2 separate regions of the Triticum aestivum genome follow, and region 2 is linked to region 1. A link is a contact called in public Hi-C data. All regions are on one chromosome and are shown on one strand. Each heading gives the region's core, a stretch centred on a gene start, on an enhancer-like site or on the middle of the called end of the contact. The rest is flanking DNA. Distances are from core to core; before and after follow the strand shown. Region 1 holds the start of LOC100286392 (protein JOKA2). Region 2 overlaps LOC123127580 (ribosomal RNA-processing protein 8).

Region 1 (6,160 bases), core at 1,564-4,063:
ACCTCCTGTCTCAGATGATACAGGGTTTCGTTCATTCAAAGGTCGTGAACCCAAACTTGCCTCAACTTTAGGCTGACCATCAGCTTTGAGATCAACCCGTGCTTGCTGCACACCCCTGGAGGAGCCAGGTGAACTCTCAGCATGCCCAGCAGATTGGCTACTGTTGGTTGATGTGATCAAGTTCACGAAAGGTTTTATCAGATCAGTTAATTGTGGTGGTGCTGCATCAAGTACTTCACGTGACAGTTTTGCAAGGGATTCAGGAACTGGCTCATGGATAGACTTCATAGCTTCATCAAGAGCTGATTTTAAGTGAGCTAGTGGATCTTCCCTTGCAGTGGATCTCAAAGGTTCTGATATGGGCTTTAAAGCTTCATCAATAACAGATTTGATCTGAGCTATCGGATCCTGAGTGGTGGCCTCAAGAGGTTTAGGGCTTGAATCCTGCCGGTTAATGTGAGATGCCCCAGCGTGGCTATTCTTTAACTGAACATTAATCCTTAGAGGGTTCAATTTCTGATGGATAGCTGCATCATGCAAGTCCTCGTCATCATCCAGCATAACAACATCCCCATCCTCATCAGTGTAAGTGAGAATGAAGTCAGCATCAGGGGCAAACTTAAAAGCACTTGCAATTTTGGAACGGAGAGCAGACAGATTCAAAGTGAAGTGCGTTCCGTTGACATAACCATTGAACCTCTTAAGTGTGTCACCATATTTGACCTGGAATATTGAGAAGGGAGAAATGAGAACGCTACGATAGAACACAATTAGATCATATGACACGTAAACCATGAGGACATAATAATGATCCAAAGCACAACAAATTTTTACACGACCTTGATGCATAGCTAACTATAGGAGATCAGGTCCAAAAAATGGTTGAGGAACTCACTAGTCCTTATACTACAAAAGTCAAAGGATTATCGAAAGGATCAATACTCAGAAAGCATATGGTGATGGTAATATATGGTACAGACAGTCATGCTCATCTGATAAGTAACATAAGAAGATAGATCATAATTAGTTTCAGTTACGTTCGCAGCAGTACGATATGCTAGAGGAATTGTGATTACCGGAGCACAACTGAGGTGCTGATTTCAAACTGAATGGTTGCATTAATCATAATTTCTTCTCTTCCATACCAATTAAGTAAGAGAATAAACTACTCAATCATAGTGCAAGTCTTATGGTTCTAGATTATAGATGTACAAAGACTGATCATAATTTCTTCTCTTCTACCAATTAGGTAAGGGCCATAACGAGAACACAATTTACACAAATGTACAGAGAGAAAATGTACCAATTTAACTTATGTGGCAATAGCCTATACGAGAGTCAAAACATTATTAACCATAAGAGTCTATGTGAACCAATTTAGCTTATGTGACGAGCTGACGGCAGCCTATACAAGAGACCGAAAACTATCATAGATAAGATTGGTCTCCTAATGGATGAAATATTAGCAATCTCTCACTACACGTTATGAAAGAAGATGAAATGTAAACAAAATTCAGATCATCAAAGAACAACCCATATTGAACTCGTAATAAGTCATGAAGTTACAAAATATACAGAAGGATTGGTGCATGGGAATACTCAATCAGAAAATAACTAGAACAAACTAGACAACTTTATTCAAAGAGCCATAAAGTGAAGGGCAAGACTACCATGACATGTGATGGACAAAGGACTGGTCAGCTGACTGGTGATTACATGCATCGATGATACACTTAACCCCATAATCAAGATTGCCATAAACAATATTTGATACCAGTACTGACATACTCCCTCTGTTCCTAAATATTTGTCTTTCTAGAGATTTCAACAAGTGACTACATACGGAGCAAAATGAGTGAATCTACACTCTAAAATATGTCTATATACATCTGTATGCGCTAGTTCATTTGAAATCTCTAAAAAGACAAATATTTAGGGAAGGAGGGAGTAGAAATTATGAGTTTTAAGTTTTAACCCACCAATGAACTGGATTTAATTGCTCAGATTTGAGGTTAGATGTCTAATATGTAGTATTACTTTGTGCTACGCCTATATCCTAGAGAGAAGCACAATACGCACTGATCCATGAAGTTATTCAATAGAAAACATGATCTGACAAACATATTTTGGAGTAAAACCGGGTCAGGTGCATATTTTAATAACAAACATGAGCAAGGCCGTGCCCGTCAATTGTATTCAAATATTGTTTATGGCACAACCTGTGTGATCAATTTTATTCTACACATATTCGATTGTAAGAGATCGATTATTTAACTAAAAACTAAGAAGAAAGGTGCAGAAATTAACCACAAAACCAAACACGTAAAATACGTCCGATCAGCGAGCAAACCCCAACCTCACACCTAAGCCACGCCCAATCAACCAGCAATCGTGAAGCCGACCCCTTGAACAAACCCTTCTAAAAGCGGTTCCCGTCCCTCGCACATAATCCCCTTACTGGCGAAACAAAACCACGGCTCGAGACCAGGAGAAGGATCACCTTGACGACGACGTCCCACGGATCGGGCCCCGACGCGAGGCCGTCGAACGGCGGCGCGCTCAGGCCGGACATGGCGGCGGGGAAACCCTCGGGGGGAGGCGGAGGAGTAGGCGATCGTGCGGAGGAGCGGGTCAATCCTAGACGAGACGAAGTTAGCGGCCGGAAACCTCGGAGGGCGGCGGCGGCGTCGAGGGGCGCGAGAGCTGCGTAGCCGTAAGCCGCAGCGGCGGTGGTGGCGGCGTGTGGGAGAGTGGCGATGTGCGGGTGCGGCCGAGGCTCTTGTGCCAGAGTCCTCTTTTATCACGCCTTTTCCTTCGGTGCGAAGGATGGACACCGTTGGGGCAATTAAGTCGTGGGGGTGCGGGGCCCAGGCGCCAGCGGCGAGGCCTCGCACCGCCTGCGCGGGCCCCAAGGGTTTCCTTTGGATTTCCTGTCAGAGTTGCGAAGTAGTAGAGGGTGAGAATGCATTTAACGCCTGTCCGGTGTCGCGTCTTGTCGCGTGGGCTCCACGCTTCCGACGCACGCGTCAGCTGCTGGACATGGATAAGGCTGGTTACAGCGGGAGTAATTTAGACCAGCAACTCCAACGGGCCGACCGAAACGGCCGGCCCATTTATCCGTTTGGGTTGGCCATCTGCCTTTTTTTGTATTTGGTTGGCAGTGTGCCAAACGCGTCGATTCATTTCATATCCGCGTGCAATTTTTAAAAAAGGCCGACGGCCATAGATCATGCTAGCTGCCATGTCGTCGCCTGGTTTGGGGCTCTAGTGCGCGAGCGTAGAAAAATCGGCCTAGCGTGCTGGTTTTGGCGTGCCGCGTCCAGCGCGTGTTAAGAAGGCGCTCCCTCCACACTCTGTCCGTCGCTCATTCGCCTCGTCCCCTCTCACTAGGCTCGCCGCCTCTGCGTTACCATGTCGATGCGTTGTTCTGGGTGCTTCGAATTTTCGCAGAGTCCGCGAGCACCGCTCCGGCGGCTTCTCCTCCGAGATCTGGTTTGGCGAAAAACGCCTCGGTCTCGGCACCTTCAACACCGCATAGGAGGCGGCCTACGCATACGACGCAGCGGCGTGGCGCCTCCGGCGGCCTCGTTGGAAGATGAATTTTCCCGACGTGTCGACGAGCCAGCGGGCGCAGGATCTCGCGTCTCTTCCACGGCTTTTCACCGACGAGAATCGTCGTGGCAACTAGAGGCGGCAGCGTCGCCTCGCCATCGCCGAGATGGACGAGGAAGCCATGGCGGTGCAAACGCTTCCCGCAGGATATCGTCAACGAGCGCCAGTTCTACAAGCAAAGGAGGACGGAGAGGGAGGCGAGGAGGACGGAGCGAGCCGCCTATCGGGAGGACAAGCGTTCGCGCAAGTAAGCCGCTCAATTGAACATGAAGCTAGGAGAAGCGTCGTCCTGAAACTCCGAGGACGAGCGGTATGTTGACGCCTACATTCAGACGTCAGAGGATGACATTAACGAGTCGGAGTCGGAAAACGACGAGTAGTTAATCTTTTCTTTTATCTGTCTATGCTAGAACTATCTATGTATATTTTTTTATCGGAAAAAATGGACGGCGGTGTCGGCGGCGAAGAAGGTGGCGAGGGTGTGCTATTCGATGGGGAAAGACCAATGTGCCACCGACCAGCGGGCCCGGGGAGGGGAGAGGGCGAGCGCACCCGCGTCCGTCTCGTATCCATGCCGACGCAAATCTGGCTCAAAAATGGGTCAGGAATGGGTCGGCAGGCGGACGAGCGTCCGTTTGGGTCGGTGCATTAGGCCAAATTTTTTGTCCGCGCCGACTCAAACGGATGGCCACGAACGAAATGGGTTGCCCCATTGAAGTTGCTCTAACATGTATATGTTGCTGCTCTATGTTATTACCTTCATAATAGGTAGTAATATATGGATGATACTCCATCCGTCACGGTTTAGAAGGCACAGTTAAATTTGCGTGCGTTTCCACAATAGACAAGGTTTAGGGCGCATTGCATTTATTTCTAGTAGCTAATTAGTACTCCGTATACTATTTTCTATATGCATGCGTAATGTGAATGCTATTTTTAACCCCATCTCACAACCAATAGATAACCAACTAGGTCCCAGAGAATTTCTAAGCGTGCCTTCTAAACCGTGACGGAGGAAGTAACATACAAGCCTTCATTAATTGAGATATAGACTTATTTTGCTTTGGGATGTGTTATTTTACAGTAACATATTATTATCATAAACATCTCTTCTCATTAATTTCATGTCACATAAGCAAATTTGTCTTGGAATATGTTATGTTACAATCTAAATTACTCCCACTATGACTAGCCTAAAAGTTACAGATTTTAACATATTTTAGTCCTGCCATCATCAAGTTGAAAGAAAAAATACGGCCATCTTCTTTGTCCGCACGACAGAACCTCTTGCATACTTGGTCCGGCCGATCCTGTGGTTCGATGACGACTGAACACGTGGTATTACTTTACTCGGCTGGAGAGCATTCAATCGAGTGGCCCGTACTCCCTTCATCTGAGTTTACTAGTAAGCTTGTACGTGCAACGCACGTCTCATTTGACATAAAATAATTATCAAAAGAGTTGTCTACTATTTACATAGTTTTTCATCCATACATGTTCATTTTATTACCAATAATAATGTTCTTCATGTGGAGGCAAAACTAAATGACATTAACAGATGAAGGAGGTGCAAATTGTTGGAAATATGCCCTAGAGGCAATAATAAAAGTGTTATTATTATATTTCTTTGTTCATGATAATAGTCTTTTATTCATGCTATAACTGTATTATCCGGAAATCGTAATACACATGTGAATACATAGACCACAATATGTCCCTAGTAAGCCTCTAGTTGACTAGCTCGTTGTGATCAACAGATAGTCATGGTTTCCTGGCTATGGACATTGGATGTCGTTGATAACGGGATCACATCATTAGGAGAATGATGTGATGGACAAGACCCAATCCTAAGCATAGCACAAAGGTCGGTTAGTTCGTTTGCTAGAGCTTTTCCAATGTCAAGTATCTCTTCCTTAGACCATGAGATCGTGTAACTCCCGGATACCGTAGGAGTGCTTTGGGTGTACCAAGCGTCACAACGTAACTGGGTGACTATAAAGGTGCACTACAGGTATCTCCGAAAGTCTTTGTTGGGTTGACACGGATCGAGACTAGGATTTGTCACTCCGTATGATGGAGAGGTATCTCTGGGCCCACTCGGTAATGCATCATCATAATGAGCTCAAGGTGACCAAGTGTTGGTCACGGGATCATGCATTACGGTACGAGTAAAGTGACTTGCCGGTAACGAGACTGAACGAGGTATTGGGATACCGACGATCGAGTCTCGGGCATGTAACGTACCGATTGACAAAGGGAATTGCATACGGGGTTTGATCGAATCCTCGACATCGTGGTTCATCCGATGACAACATCGAGGAGCATGTGGGAGCCAACATGGGTATCCAGATCCCGCTGTTGGTTATTGACCTGAGGTCGTCTCGGTCATGTCTGCATGTCTCCCGAACCCGTAGGGTCTACACACTTAAGGTTCAGTGACGCTAGGGTTATCAGGAAGACAAGTATGTGATTACCGAATGTTGTTCGGAGTCCCGGATGAGATCCCGGACGTCACGAGGAGTTCCGGAATGGTCCGGAGGTAAAGATT
Region 2 (6,160 bases), core at 919-3,418, 420 kb after region 1:
CACCCTGTTTCCTACCTCCGCCTGAGTGACAATTAACAATTACATCGTTGACATAGTCAAAATATATTTTAACACTGAACTGATGTTGCGGTTTGATTTCTCTCCACAGGAAAAGAGCAAGGTGGCGAAAAACATTGAATGGCCCCAGTTGAAACCTTGCTTGTACAAGCGGCGATGATCTCAACCCCCACTATGGTCGCTCCAGACCTCTTCCAGAGTGTGGTTAAATTAATCGATGTCTTGTGCTAAAGTAGTCATCCTTTTCTGCTCCTATTTCCTTTACCTTTGGGCAGCTGTATGTTGAAAGAATCAGACCACACCAGATATGACCTAGTAAGCGCTGTAACTCGAGGCAGTTTAGAAGTGTATTATCATACAGTTCTGAATCTGCTTCTTATCTTCTTTCCTGGGCCTTGTAAACGAGTGGAGGATAAGATCAACAAAGGGCATGATTTCTGTGTTATTTGTTATATTTGGTACCCCCTCTCTAAAGAAATGGAAGATTGTTTAGATCACCACATCACTACTTTATAGTGATCTAAACGATCTTATATTTCTTTGTGGAGGTAGTACTTTCTCAGCTCACAACGAGGCCATCCTTCTAGCTAGAATATCTACGCTAGTACTGGATTTCTCTTGCCTTTTTGATTGGGGTTATTGGAGTGACCCGTCGCTGCCACTTGTGGATTTGGATGGCGACCGATTTGTCTGCATGCCTGCCACTTCCTGGTGGAAAATTGGCTTCCTTTTTTCCTGGGTTGAATTCGCCTCTCCCCGCGAAAAAAGAACGAAAAATAATTCACCTCCATTTTCCTCATGTGGCCGAGCACGAGCCTGTCACGACCGGTTTATACAGTATTCGCTAGCTCCGTCTCATAATATAAGAACGTTTTTGATATTAGTCTAGTATCAAAAACATTCTTATATTATGAGATGGAGGGAATAGCTTCTAGTAAATGATGATGGAGGTCTGTGGATTTCCTACAACATACTGAACTTGCTTGATATGATGTGGTCTCCAGTTAGAGTCCACGCAAATGTGTTTTTGTCTTGTATGAAACCATCGCTGAAGCACTAGTGGCATGTGAATGTGATCAATAATGTATAGTTTCGCAACTAAGATGCGTTTTGCTCTTGCACAGTTGAGAAGAACTGTTTCTGCGTGCACTTCTGTCAAAATTTCTATATTTTTCTGTTGCGTATTTTTCTTCTACACGTGCGATCCGATCCAAACAGGCCCTTAAATGCTCGAGCGATATTGTCAATTGTTATGAAAACGATACTCCCGTTTTGACCTTTATTTGTTTATTATTATACCATTGGCAGGATATAGGAGTAAGAAAATGCACACACGCACAAATAGCGCAGTACTCCACGGGTGACTCCCTAATTCCAAGATCCAAGTAGACAGATACTTAAATATTTCCTGTACGTATTCTCTTGCCAAGTATAGGATTTACTTTATGTACATGCAGTGGTTAATGCCCTGCTAATGGAGGATCGCGTTAGATCTGACAGGTGCCCCTTCCGAGAGGGAGAGACACAGCAGTGTGCTGTCACACGGCTGTAAAAAAGAAACGGTAGACTCTATACACAGTAGTATTTCCTCCGTCCGAAAATACTTTCATCAAAATGAATAAAAAGACATCTATGCAGAATTAAAAATACATCTAGATACATTCCTTTCTATCCATTTTGATGACAAATATTTTCGGATGGAGGAAGTACTACATACTACTTCATCCGTTCAAAAATACTTGTCAATAAAGTGAACAAAAAAGATGTATATAAAACTAAAATACATCTAGATACATCTTCTTTTATTTATTTTAATGACAAGTATTTTTGGATGGAGGAAGTAGTACTAATATACTACTGTATGTTTGTATTGGTAAAAAGTGTATGTTTGGCTTTACAATAATTAAAAAAAAGAGACGGTGACATGCACCTTTCTAATGTATTTTTTATTTCATTCTATAATTTATTCTAAAATTTTTATATGTGTACACTTTTAACCAGACGAAAAGAGTATACTGAAAGTAGTACTAACAACTAAGTTAAACATAGTTTACACACACGCTGCTTCGTGCAACCTTCACTCACCAGCCGTATCTATCCATCCATCGCTATCTGGACTCATAGGCCGGACCCCAATTATGAAGTGAACCGAAATGAGCAGTGTTTAGGGGGGTGGGGCCCACACACTTGGCTTAAGCCACAGCAAACATGATCATTATAAGACCTCCTTCCATGTAAAGGTGCTTAGATGAGGTGCTAAATATATTAAACGCCTTAACAACTCAAGTCTCCAATACAAACGTGCTAAGCTTTTGGGTGCTAAGCTTCATGTATTTAATTAGTTGTAGACTCAAAATGTGCTTCCACCTAGGTACACGTACTTAGCACCGTTTTCTTCCGGGGTCACCATACTATTCTCTCACATCTTAACTAACATGCCACATAAGACTTTTTGCTTAGTTCACAATCTTAGCACCTGTCCAAGGTGGAACATTGGGAGAGTCCTAATGCTAGCGTGTAAGTTCCACGTGTACTACATGACGCCGCAAACGACCTGGCCGCTTGCGGTACATTCATTTTCATGCCAAAACCTGCCGCACCTCAGGTCGGAGCAATCCCTACCGAAATACCAGTAATCATTTTCATCTACGCCTCGGCCTAATTCTGTTTTTAGTGTTCTTTGGCGCCATACCCCGAAAGGTGCCAAGAATAACACCAATTGCATATCGGGGCCGCAATGGTCGATGTTTAGGGCCAATTCGTCTCACTCGATCCAACGCCGCGTTTGGACCTTTCGCTTTCCAACCCTTCCGCTAATTTCCACCTACCCATATTTCCGCCTTCTTCCTCCTTTTCAGTGTGATTTTTCTAGCGGAACATCTCTCGTGTATATCTATCTACTACTCCCTCGGTCAAAACGGGTGTATCTTTGTTGATTACATGATATTACGTATATAGATTGTTTTCTTGTACACCAAGTTCACCTCATGTTTTCTTGTATAGATGAAGGACGCGACCCATTTTATACATTATATATATGTGCATTTTTTTGCAAGAGAAATTTTCAATCTATTCATCAATCATGGCAATACCGAAAACACAAGAGGCAATAAAAAATACAACCAGGTCTATGGACCACCTAGCGACGACTACAAGCACTGGAGCGAGCCGAAGGCGCGCCGCCGTCATCGCCCCTCCATCACCGAAGCCGGGCAAAACTTGTTGTAATAGACAGTCGGGAAGTCGTCGTGCTAAGACCCCAAAGGACCAGCACACCAGAGCAGCAACCATCACCGATGAAAAGAGTTGTAGATCGGAAAGATCAAACCTGTAATCACACAAACAAAAACTGGATCCAAATAGATCCACCGAAGACCAGGACCAACCGAATCCCATGAGATCCGACAGAGACACACCTCTATGCCTCCTCCGACAATGCTATTCGCACCATCGGGACGGGGATAGGACGTGGGAGACATTATTGCTACCGAGGGACATCGCCGCCACCACATAGCCCCAACCAAGACGTTCAACCTAGCAAAAACGAGAACGGGGTCCCTCCCATCGGCGGGGGCCGAGATCCTCTGCACCTCCACAGGCCAAAGGCCATTGGAGGCGGGGCGGATCCATGGCGGCGCCGACAGGCGGAGGAAGGAGGCTTTTCTTGGGGAGGAGGAAAGCAGTCGGGGTACTTGTAGTATTATATATACATGCATATTGCACCCGATCTATACATCGTGCTTTGCATTGCCAAACTACATGGTATCACATAGGTTTCGATCCTAGCCCTAGCTTCCGCCCCCGTGCCGCCACCGCAGGTCCTTTGCTGCCGCCGTGCCCTATTCTCCTCGCGCCACCGCCGCGCCCTATCCTCCTCGTGCCACTTCCGTAGGTCCTTGCCACCGCTGCACCATCTTCTTCGCGCTAACGCGCCTCTGCCGCTGCCACGCACTACCCCTTTTCTCTCCTGCCACTGTTGCACCTCTTGTTGCCGCTGCAAACTCCTTCCCTCCCGAGCCCTCCTCTTGATCCCCAACTCCCTCTAGAGCCCTTACTCTCGATCCCCAGCCCCAATCCAATCGCCCCTCCACCCGATTGCTAAACCCCACAACCGACCCGCTAGACGCTCGCCACCCCAACCCGCTCTTCCCTCCACCCGGCCTCTCCCCAACCCGATCGCTCAACCCTTCTGGCACCGAACCCCCTTTTCCCTTCCCAGCCACCGCTGCCACCTTTAACTGAGACACTCCCTAGCCGCTGCTATTATGACCACCCCCAAACCCCTCCATCTGTAGTGCCTACACTATGCTCGTCCCGCGTATAGACGTTCCTGGTCTCTTTGGTCCTCGACCAACGCCGCACCATGCTTACTTCGTCGGCCGCAACTGTAGGGTGACTACCCCATGCTGCCATCTCCTGCGACACAATGGCTGGCGCGTAGGATCGAAAGTATGTCTAGAGGGGGAGTGATTAGACTACTTGACCAAATAAAAATCTAGCATTTTCCCAATTTTAAGTCTTGGCAGATTTTAGCAACTTAGCACTAGTCAAGCAATCGACCTACACATGCAAGTCTACGAGTATAGCAGTGGAATGTAAAACATTGCACATGAAGGTAAATGGAGGAGTTTGGAGGGAGCAAACGCAATGTAGACACGGAGATTTTTGGCGTGGTTCCGATAGGTGGTGCTATCGTACATCCATGTTGATGGAGACTTTAACCCACGAAGGGTAACGGTTGCGCGAGTCCACGGAGGGCTCCACCCACGAAGGGTCCACGAAGAAGCAACCTTGTCTATCCCACCATGGCCATCGCCCACGAAGGACTTGCCTCACTAGGGTAGATCTTCATGAAGTAGGCGATCTCTTTGCCCGTACAAACTTCTTGGTTCAACACCACAATCTTGATGGAGGCTCCCAAGTGACACCTAACCAATCTAGGAGACACCACTCTCCAAAAAGTAATAGACGGTGTGTTGATGATGAACTCCTTGCTCTTGTGCTTCAAATGATAGTCTCCCCAACACTCAACTCTCTCTCACTAATTTGGATTTGGTGGAAAGATGATTTGAGTGGAAAGCAACTTGGAGAAGGCTAGAGATCAACATTCATATGGTTGGAATGGAATATCTTGACCTCAACACATGAGTAGGTGGTTCTCTATCAGAAAATGTATGATGGAAGTGTAGGCATGTTCTGATGGCTCTCCTCACAAATGAAGAGTGGGTGGAGGGGTATATATAGCCTCCACACAAAATCTAACCATTACACACAAATCACCAAACTCGATGGGACCGAATAATGAAACTCGGTTGGACCGATTTAGTTCAAAATGTGAACGTTAGGATTTTTGGTGGGACCGACTTGTCAACTCGGTGAGACCGATTTCATTAGGGTTAGGGCATAACGTAATCTCAGTGAGACCAATTACACAAACTTGGTGAGACCGATTTTGGTAATAAGCTAACCAGAGAGTTGGCCAGGCAAACTCGGTGGGACCGATTCGCTCATCTCGGTGAGACCGAAATGTTACGAAGGGGAAACAGAGAGTTTGCATTGCGAACTCGGTGGGACCGAAACGTTATGAAGGGAAACAGAGAGTTTGCAATCCCATCTCGGTGAGACCGAGATCCCTAGCGGTGAGACCGAAAAGACTAGGGTTTTGTGGCAGTGGCTATGTCAACTGAACTCGGTGGCGCCGGATAGAAAGTTTCGGTGAGGCCGAGTTTGACTTTTGGTTTGGGACATATGTGGATACGAGAAAGTGGTTGAGGGTTTTGAAGCATATCACTAAGCATTTTGAGCAAGTAACCCATTAAGCAACACCTCATCCCCTTTTAATAGTATTGGCTTTTCCTATGGACTCAATGTGATCTTGGATCACTAAAAGGTAAAATGTAGAGTCTTGAGCTTTAGAGCTTGAGCCAATCTTTTGTCCTTAGCATTTTGAGGGGTCCACATTTCTAATCCATGCCAATCATTGAGCTTTCCTGAAATATTTATCTTGAAATAGTATTAGCTCAATGAGCTATATGTTGTTAGGAATTACCAAAACCACCCAGGGATAGTTGCACTTTCAATCTCCCCCCTTTTGGTAATTAATGACAACATATAGATCAAAGCTTCGACAAATGATTATAAG

The links. A called contact is a pair of places that touch in the nucleus more often than the background predicts.
Region 2: a contact with region 1 is called in a Hi-C map of leaf, with 7 times the contacts expected there. The contact joins the enhancer-like site here to the promoter of LOC100286392 in region 1. A contact is called at or near these places in 2 of 5 Hi-C or Micro-C datasets (both in leaf).

What each region holds. Positions count from the first base shown.
Region 1 is chr6A:376,443,613-376,449,772 of IWGSC CS RefSeq v2.1, forward strand. LOC100286392 (protein JOKA2) reads right to left here and starts at 2,814. Exons shown (of 7, transcript XM_044547325.1): 1 at 2,501-2,814; 2 at 1-723. The coding sequence starts at 2,572.
Region 2 is chr6A:376,868,028-376,874,187 of IWGSC CS RefSeq v2.1, forward strand. It overlaps LOC123127580 (ribosomal RNA-processing protein 8), which reads left to right. Exons shown (of 9, transcript XM_044547326.1): 9 at 110-463. The coding sequence ends at 178. Among protein-coding and RNA genes, the nearest start is that of LOC123127580, 14 kb to the left of the region's middle. Within about 2 kb of position 2,169, at least 2 of the 8 cell types and tissues checked have an H3K27ac peak or open chromatin away from gene starts, as enhancers often do. A contact at or near this core is called in leaf, where this site is marked.